2 separate regions of the Triticum aestivum genome follow, and region 2 is linked to region 1. A link is a contact called in public Hi-C data. All regions are on one chromosome and are shown on one strand. Each heading gives the region's core, a stretch centred on a gene start, on an enhancer-like site or on the middle of the called end of the contact. The rest is flanking DNA. Distances are from core to core; before and after follow the strand shown. Region 1 holds the start of LOC123182961 (putative FBD-associated F-box protein At1g61330). Region 2 holds the start of LOC123182965 (oligopeptide transporter 7).

Region 1 (4,753 bases), core at 566-3,065:
TATCGACCCCATAGGAGCCATCAGAAGCCGCGGCGATCATGTCCTCATCTTGGGAGTCATCGTCGTCCTCCTCGTAGCGGTACCAGCAGTCCTTGGCCGTGTGCCCGGGCTTGCCGCAGATCTGGCAGCGCGGGGTATCGGGATGAGCCCGGCCAGAGCCGCCACCACAACGCCCCCTGTTGCTAGAGCGCCCGCCATCGCTGCTGTGCCCGCCTCCTCCTGTCCTCCCCTTGCCACGGGAAGAACCAACCTGCCAGAGCCGCCGCCACGGCCGCGGGATGCAGCGTTTGCAGAGAACTTGGTGTAGTCGTCGCCGCCGTCGTAAACGCCGCCATGCCCGCGCCCGTCGCCGTCCTTACTGCACCCCTGACCTGAGTCGCTGATGTGTGGGGGTTTGGACGGCCCTGCCGCGTCGTCGTCGCTGTCATCGAGGAGGACGACGCCGTCCTCGTCGCGGCCGTGGCGCCAAGGGACGATCTCCTCGAAGGTGTTGCGCTGACGTTCCATCTCCAGCCGGATGTAGTCGTCTCGCGCCCATTTGAGGGCGGTCTCGTCAGCGGCGGCCATGGCCTCATGCTCCTTCTTGACAGCGATGAGCCCCGGCTCCGTCTTTGGCTTGACGAGGCAGGAGGATGGAGCAGAGAGGCCAGGTCCGCCCTCGTTGATGATGAGGGCGCCGCCACGAGTGCGCCGCCCGAGCGGCGTCTCCCGCGGCTCCGACTTGACGGGGAGGAGCGGGAGCCCGACGAGGACGATGAGCCCGTCTCCATTCTCCTCGAGGTCCATGAGCTTCCTCGGAGGCAAGAGAAGGAAGGGGCGCCGGGTACTCCAACCGCGGCTCGTTGTCGGCCTCGATGTGCTCGAGGAAGGCCTCGAGCGTGCGCCCAGGGACGCCCCACCATTGTCGCCGCCCGTTCGACGTCGTTGTTGGAGGCGAGCTGGTCAGCGTGGCGGCGGTCGAGGTACGCGTCCATAGCGCGTTGCTGTCGGTGGCGTACCTCAGCTCGTTCCGCGCGTGCTCCGGCAACGACAAGCGGATGCGCGCGATCTTGGCGCGTCGATCAGCGCCGGTGGGCGCCGGCGGCACCGGGACGCCGCCAACGCTGAGCCTCCAGGAGCCCGGCACCCGCATGTCCGGCGGGGCCGGGTAGTCCGCTCGTAGAGGAGGCGGGCCTTGTCCTCGTGGAGGTGGCGGCGACCAAAGCCATTGGCCGCCGCTCCGTCGCTAGGGTAGCGTTCGGCCATGGTCGTCGGAGGAGGGCTAGGAGAGAGGGGAGAGGGCGAGAGGGTCGGCGGCGGCGAGAGGGCTAGAAGTTCGTCTTCGGCGAGGGGGGAGAGGAGTGTGTGCGGCCACCGGCGAGGGAGGGGCGGCTTTTATAGCGGGCGGCATGCGTGTGTACGCGTGGCCGGAGGGGGCGAGGCGCGTCGCCGCGCCATCACTCCGCCGCCCATGAGGAATCAATGGAGGGTTGATCGACGGCAGCCTTGGCATTGATTCCCCCGTGGGAGGACAACGAACGCGGCTGGTCGCTGACTCGGCGGGTCCACCACGCTTTCGCGTCAAAAAAGTTTCCCCCCAGCGTGCCGGGTTCGGCATGGGTCCGCCGGCGCCAAATTTGGCACTAACCGGCGAAAAGTGAGATTCTGGGGCGTGACTGGGGCGTTTTTTTCACGCCCGCGAAAAAAAAGGTATTGGGGAGCCTGTGGGGGGAGGGGGGGGGGGCGCGAGTGAAGATGCTCTAAAACACGGTATAAAACCAGCATGGATAACCAGAAAGAGAATAGAAAAACGGTGGGGCGTGCGTGTGGGAGGCCAGTCGATGGAGAGGTGAGGTGGGGGCCAAACGTAACAAGGTACGGAACGGAAACGGACTCCCCGTTTAGTTAGGAAGTACAGAGAGAATAGAAGAGAGAGCAAGCATCCCGTCGAAACTGGTAGCAATCGGTGGGGCGTTCCTTCACCATGTCGCCCCGTCGTGTGCGGCTACGCCCGGTGACTTGTCGATCCCGATTCGCGGCGATCCACGACGCAGCAGTGAGCAGGACACGGCGGCGCCATCGGCATCGGCATCGGCTGCTGAAACCTCATACTTCTCCTGCAGCAGGTATGTTTACTCACGAACCCATCTCGGATCTGGCTTCTTCTTCTTCTGTCTTAGGCGAAAATTAATCTGTTGGTTTGAAGGGGTTTGGGGATTTCAAGTCTCAGACTCAGATATCCCACCAATTCCTCCTTCATATAAGCCACCAAATCCCCTCTAATCCCCTCCCCCCCTGTCATCGCTCAAATCCCTGCTACCATATATACATTCGGTTAGCCCCAGGGGATCCCTACCATCTTAGATTATCCTTACTAGCTTGTCAGGATCCCTGCCAATCGGTGGGGTTTGGATCCCAATCCACGCGGGGGTGGGATTGTCAGGACCTCGACCTAGCCAAGAATACTGAAGAAGGGAAGCACTGTCGATCTCTGAAGAACTCGAGGAATGGTTCGTCAGTTAACGGACAACGGTGATGCAAGCGAGTAAAGGAAGATGGACGGCTCAGATGAGACACATTAAACAACAGTGAAAGAACTGGTGTAATTCCAACATTTACTGTTATGTGTGTGTGTGCACGTGTTTCTGTTTTCACTCACTGTAATTTCGCGGCAGCTTATAAGCCGAGACAAGCTTGGAATGGAAGTAAGAAGAAAAGTTATCTCCTATCTCTAGAGTAAAGTAGCTAGGGTTCGTAGTCTTCTTCTTCGCCTGATCTCCTCCCGATCCGTCTCCAAATCAGAGACGTGATCTCGAATTCCACCGCTAAATCGGTGAGGTTCTTGACAGGGATTAAACGAATGAGGCCTAACTGGCTGACTATTCCGGATTCTTTCTTTTCTAATTCATTTTTATCTTTCCTTGTTCAGGCATCACTGGCCCGTGAGAGTTGATACTTCTCTCTTGCTCTGCTGTGTTGCAGGTAGCGGGTCGAAGGCTTCATCAACTGAAACAAATGGTCTGGAGGAACTCCCAGAGGTATGTGTTGCCGGCAATCAAGCATCATCCTAGTTACAATGTTTTTTTAACACAACTGCTAGCACAGGAACACGTACATAGGACTTTGGTAATGAATCCACCACTGCTGGTGTTATTTATTGCAGTCAGCTACTAGCTAACAGTTGAACCTGTCAACATTGGTTCTGTAGGACATCATACATCATATACATTCTCTCTTGCCAATACAAGATGCTGCTCATGCTGCCTGTGTGTCCCGTAGGTTTCGGCGTTCCTGGAGAAGCTATTCCAGCCTCATACTCAGTGAGCGTACACTTGGTTTGGACAGAAAAACTGAGGAATGGAAAACCCATCTCATTGACAAAGTTGACAAAATTCTTACAAACCATTATCACAATGGGGTGAAGGTGAAGACACTTAAACTTGATATTGGCCCTTGCAGAGATATCAAAGCCTCCTACCTCGACAGGTGGCTCCGAATCATTAAACCTGGGATCCAAGAATTTAGCTTGCTGTTGCCTTTAGTCGTCAATAAAATCTACAGCTTCCCGTGTTCGGTTTTGTCTAATGAGGCAGCTGCAAGTTCAATTCAGTCTCTTAGCCTCTTTGGTTGTGCTTTTCATCCCACATCAATACTTGGGCGGTTGAGAAGATTGAAAAGTTTAAGTCTGCGTTATGTCCACGTTACTGAGGATGGATTAGGGCACTTGCTGTCTAAATCATCCGCCCTAGAGTGGCTAGAGATTGAAGCATGTAGTGGGATAATATGCTTGAAAATACCTTGTACGCTGCAGCAGCTCAAGTTCCTCAGTGTTCAAAAATGCGAGATGGTGAAGGTGGTAGAGATAGATGCTCCGCGTCTTTGCTCTTTTCGCTATTGTGGGACACCGGTCATCTATGTCCGAAATTCTTCGCAACTTAAGAATGTAGATATTTCACCTGTCAACCTGTCTGGTATTCTCTCTTATGCTCGCTTTAGCCTTCCGTCCATCGCGCAAAATGTTGAGAGCCTCACCCTGCTCGCCGGTCGTATTGAGGTATGTGTTGGTTTTAATGTCTCAATGATCGTATTATAAGGACCACTCAAGTATGTGTATGTGTATGTATGTAACACTTGTATGTTGAAATAAAGCATGATTAATCTTGGGATTTATTTTTCAGAATGCCAACACTCCGATGCTGCCGTCCAAGCTCCCCCACCTCAAGAACTTGAAAATTTCTCTCATTAAACCCTGGTCATCTCCGAACTATGATGTCTTCTCTCTGGTTTCTTTTCTTGATGCTTCTCCTGCCTTGGAATCTTTCGTCCTACGCGTAAGTCACTATATACATCTCTCAGAGCTATCGCTGCTATTAATGTGTTACACTTTTGTGATCAGAAGAATGGTATTTGATCCTACATATGTATCTGCAGGTAGAGCAGGATGCCATGATGCATGACCCTGTTGTTGGAGACGACACTGAATACCGGAGGCAAAATCTCGAGTGCCGGAATAACAGTCTCAGGAAGGTGATGATCACGGGCTTCTGTTCTGCCAAGAGCCTAGTTGAGCTCACAGTTCACATCCTCGAGCGAACACATTCACTCGAGCGCTTCACGCTCGACATAACCTATGGCTACGATAGGAGAACTTGTAACATCGCCAAATTCCCAACTGCGAGAATGATTGGCCAATGCTGGTCGTTGAGCAAGAGAGCTCTCGAGGAAGCTCATAGAGCTGTGGAGACAGCGGATAGATACATCAAGGGAAGAGTTC
Region 2 (4,753 bases), core at 970-3,469, 200 kb before region 1:
TTTAGTTACTTTTAATCAAACTGTTTTAGTTGAGTAACTTGAGTGATGAACTCCGGCGGCTCTTTTGGACCAGATTGTAACTTAATCCCCTATCTATATCTACAATGTTTTATATGCTGCATGTTGATCTACGTTGTAGGAATTTGGGGCAGACATTTGAGCATAGTTGGCCAAACGGGCCGGCCCGGCCCGGCACGACACGACCCATTCTAATCGTGCCTGGCCCGGCCCGGCCCGCCGAGGCACGATTATTATACAGGACGGGCCGTGCCGTGCCGGCCCGCGTGCTGCAGCCTGCAGCCCAGGCATGGCCCAGCTGCTAATCGAGCCGGCCCACTGGCACGCCAAGCCCACTAGTCTGCCTGCTATTTGGCGCACTGGGCATTTTTAGCTTATTTTACCTGTTGGGCCATATAGAGATTTATAAAAAAATTAAAAAGGACAATCGGGCCGTGTCGTGCCGGCCCGCGTGCTCCACCTAGCAGCCCAAGCACGGCCCAGTGCGTGCCGTGTGCCAGGCCCGGCCCATTTAGCTCATGTCGTGCCTGGCCCATGGCAGGCCGTGCCGGGCGTGCTCACGGGCCGGCCTGGTTGGCCCGGCCCATTTGGCCAGCTATACATTTGAGGACCATGGCCGTGGATTGGGACAGATAAATGGTGACATGCCAGAGCCCTCCGGTGCTGCCGCAGCCAGCGCCGCAATGGTTTTATTCTTGAATCGGTAATCGGTTTCTGTCCAGTTTTGCTCTTGGAGTAACGTCTATAGTAGAAACGAATGTTCACACAGTAATACTACTATTCAGCGCAGCTTCCATGCCGACGTGCAACTTGGGCCCTCCCTTGCTTTAACCATTCTGTTTTTGGTACCACTGCCACCGCTACCTAACATTCAAGACCGCGATGACTCCGTGACCACACATTCATTAGCTACTACAGTACTACAACAATTCGTGAGGCATGATGCTGCTACCACACTAGTAGTACAGTGGCTGATCTAGCTAGGCGCACTGGTACCGTACTTATAAGAAATTATATCCTTGCAAACAGCAATAACATTGATTGGAAACTGTGATACTATACTAAGAAATTAGGAGTATATCCTTGCAAACAGCAATAATACTGTATGTGCACCACTCCACTTTTTATTGAATAATGATGCAACAGTACGTACTACTATGCTGCTTTGATAACATTGATTGAATCCCGTAATATAATGGAGTGCTACTAATCTGACATTGATTGAAAACTGTGGAGTATAATATTAATCGGAGTATCTATTATTGGGTATTAATTTATGGCAGATTCAGAGATACCTGAAGAGGGAGACCTGCACAAGGTTGGACGGCCACCACATCGCCGCCGGCTCCACGAGATACCGCCGGAATATGCCCGCCCACCCGAACCCCAGCACCTACATGCATGGCCGAGCCGAGTACCACTTCATTCATGCTCCACTCCACCACTGAAGGCACCTTGAATATCAGCTATGAAGTACTACGAACCTGGCTGGTGAGGACGACGAGGAGGGAGACCAAGAAGGAGATGGGCTTGCCGTAGAAGACCCGGAGGGCCGTGACGAGGTTGATGGCGAAGACGCTGCCGGCGCCGGCGTTGGCGAAGATGGTGATGAGCACGTGCTCCTTGACGTTGAACGGCCCCGGGTTGAGCGTGAACTCCCACCGCCGGCCCCGGAAGAAGGCGCGCTCGGGCAGCGCCGCGGCCATGAGCCGGCCCAGCGGCACCACGGCGACCTGCGCCGAGATGGCCGTGATCTCCAGCGGCTCCTTGCGGTACCCGAAGAAGGTGTTGAGGAAGGAGAGCGCCACGCAGGCGGTCGCGCCGAGCACCCACATCCGGAACGTCAGCACCGGCGTCGACGGGTCGTCTCCCACCGGCACCGTCAGCGCCACCTGCTCCACCGGCGAGTTCTCCGCCTCCTCCCATTCTTCTCCTTCCTCGGGCGAACTTGATGGCTGCACTGCACGGGAAGTTAAGCAACGTCAGCCATCGTCTTGCCAGTCCACGCCCAGTAAACGACTGAGCCGACGATTTTGTGGCTCGGCCGGCTTACGAAGTGGGGCGGTGATTTGGTCACCATGCTGGTCGTGGTCTTCCCCTTCTTCGTCTTCCTGGCCTTGTTCATGCAGTTCTTCTTGGTGGGAGGAGGAGGCCATGGTTAGGAGTGTTGGGACTTGTAATTATGCTCTATGGAAGCTTGTCGCTTTTGTTCCTTTTGGCTGGGAATTTTTGCAAAAAAAAAGAGAGAGAAAATTATAAGATATTGATATCTGAAAGCTCCCCGAGTCCCCATAGCTGATGGCGACACTTCTCACTATTACTCCCCCAGTGGAGTACCAAGGATCACATGGCACGCTTATCAAGGATCAATGGACCACATAAGTGTAGTTGTTGGGAAGATAACTTTCGATAAGGTTCTTTGCTATTAACATATTATTTTATTTTGTAAAATGTTCAAATCCACAATTTGACTTTGGGCAGATTTTTAAGCGCCCACACCCATAACAACATGTACTCCCTCCGTTCCATATTATGAGCATATTAGGGGCAAGTAAATGTCAGGTGTGGGTTCGAGTTAGGGAGAGAAATGAAATTTTCTCAATTTTATTATAGGTGGGTTTTCAGATAATTGGCTTAATTAATGATCCTTAAAAGAAGTGAAAGTTCAAATTTTGAAATGCAACAAAGGTGGATGTTACTTGTCTGAGCAGACATTGTGTTTGAAGGCCCACAAAACCAGGATCTCAAGCAGTGAAAGGTTGCCACCCGCGCGTGTGCAACTACTTCGTTCTACGGGATCTCCAATGGTTTCCTTTTATTTTTGTCAGCTGTTTTGTTACTGAAGATCAAGACGGCGAGCGCGAAGGCGAAGATTCAACTCATGGTCCAAGGCCTAGGCTCACTCGTCATCACATTCTTCCCCAGTGGCTTGCAGGCCCAGACCGGGCCCGTTAATCGGGATGTAATAGTCTCATTCAAATACATGTGTATGTGGTTAGTTGTGAACTAGAATAGAAGTAGGTGGCCTCGGCCAAGACACTATGGCTACCGACATGTGTGGGAGGATAGATCCACGGTGATGAACTCGTTTGAATGATTACTAGAGAAAGTAGTTCACATTTGGCATCAGAACCATTTCGATCCTGGAGATTCCACATCACCGGCACGCTTCGAGCAAAGTCCATTTTCGATGGTGGCAATGTCCAGCTCTGCTGCTTCGTCCTTGATTCCTATGATCCTAGTGTGGAGTGCTTGGCCTCTAGATCTTTATTTTCGTTTCATTGGCTGCTTATGGAGGCTGTAGTTCGGGTTTGCTCTTAGTGTTCCCCATTGTACCAGTTTGGCCGTTGTAATTTGGGTGCGTGTTGTAACTTCTGACCGGTTGATGGTTTTGTTAATTCAAAGCTAGGCTCTTCACAAGCCTTTGTTCTAAAAAAAGTAAGGGTGGCGGCGGAGCTGCGAGACGTCCGACGCGGAGAAGGAAGAAGAGAGGAGAGAGCAAATGGGTCCGTTAGATCGAGGGGGTGATTTTGGTGCAATTTATGATGAGGTAGACCTGTCGGCTCTGATGTTGCGGACTGAATATGAGGGGTGCCGATCAGCTCGAACGTTTGAGGCGCTCGTCTGAGTCGGGTTTTACCGGGCGTTTGAGACGGGTTTGGGCAACCCGCTGTGGATGCTGTAAGGTAATTGAATCTGGTTGAATGCTCCTTTTTTGCTAATCACGGAGTGCACCGGTCCATGCATGCATATGCCGCACGAGACGCGCACACACATTATGGCATGCATAGGCTGGCCGCTTTGAGTGTTTTTTTGTTTTAGTCGAGCTTGCGGTGTTGAAAAGGGTAGTCTAGTTGAGGCCGTGCGTACGTCAATTTTGCCATCGTGGAGTAAACGTGACATGCGTCCGCCTCACAACTGGTGCGCATCCGTGCGTTGCACAATCGATGCGGCGGTACATCTGGGCGCATGGAGATGGAACTAACCTTTGTATAAGACCCTAATTAGCTCAAGCCTATTTAGGCTTAGGCTCAAGCTAAGCCTAACTTCATTAACACGCACATACCGTTCCAAGGAAGCACGAGTTCAGCCGGTCCCTTTTTTTTCGGGCAATTCAGAAAGCTTTTATTCATATGAGAGCATTCCTAGGACAGTCAGCCATAAGGCTGATCACTAGGAAGCTAGGAGTTACATCCATCCAACATTCGGTCACATTCAGAATGCAAGCATGCTTAGCACAGAGATGCGCCGGTAAGTTTGCTGACCTATTATGGGAGAAAAAGGGTTTCCCCCACTTTGTATTCCAAAGCAACCATTCGATACATCCAACGATAGGTGCTGGGGCGGAAGCAGCACAAGCACGCCCAAAAAAAAAGAAAAAGAAAAGGAAAAGAAACAAATGCCGATAACGGCGGATCGACAAAAACGACGAAGCCTCGCGACCGCTGCGTCCACCGGAGATCCCACCAAGCTCCGAGACTCCGAAGCGCCGGTACCAATCAACACCTCCAAGAAGGAACGCGATGATGACGAGGCTGTTGCCAAGGGTTTCCCCCGGTACGCGGCGAGGAGAGAGGAAGGGTAGCCCCGACGCCCTCCAGGAAGGTCTGGCGGCACCCTCAAGCGCCATCGCGTCGGTGTCGGCCAAACCAACAGGGATTTCTCCCGATCCCATCCTCTACCTCAGGCACTTCGGAGCTCGCCACCAAACTGTTGGAAATATGCCCTAGAGGCA

The links. Hi-C and Micro-C count contacts between places; a contact is called where the count stands out from the background.
Region 2: a Hi-C map of leaf shows a contact between it and region 1, with 2.8 times the contacts expected there. The contact joins the promoter of LOC123182965 here to the promoter of LOC123182961 in region 1.

What each region holds. Positions count from the first base shown.
Region 1 is chr1D:462,209,470-462,214,222 of IWGSC CS RefSeq v2.1, reverse strand. It overlaps LOC123182961 (putative FBD-associated F-box protein At1g61330), which reads left to right and starts at 1,815. Exons shown (of 5, transcript XM_044595662.1): 1 at 1,815-2,105; 2 at 2,962-3,017; 3 at 3,188-4,033; 4 at 4,158-4,310; 5 at 4,411-4,753. The coding sequence starts at 1,964.
Region 2 is chr1D:462,414,547-462,419,299 of IWGSC CS RefSeq v2.1, reverse strand. LOC123182965 (oligopeptide transporter 7) reads right to left here and starts at 2,219. Exons shown (of 7, transcript XM_044595668.1): 1 at 2,072-2,219; 2 at 1,503-1,978; 3 at 1,314-1,411. The coding sequence starts at 2,174.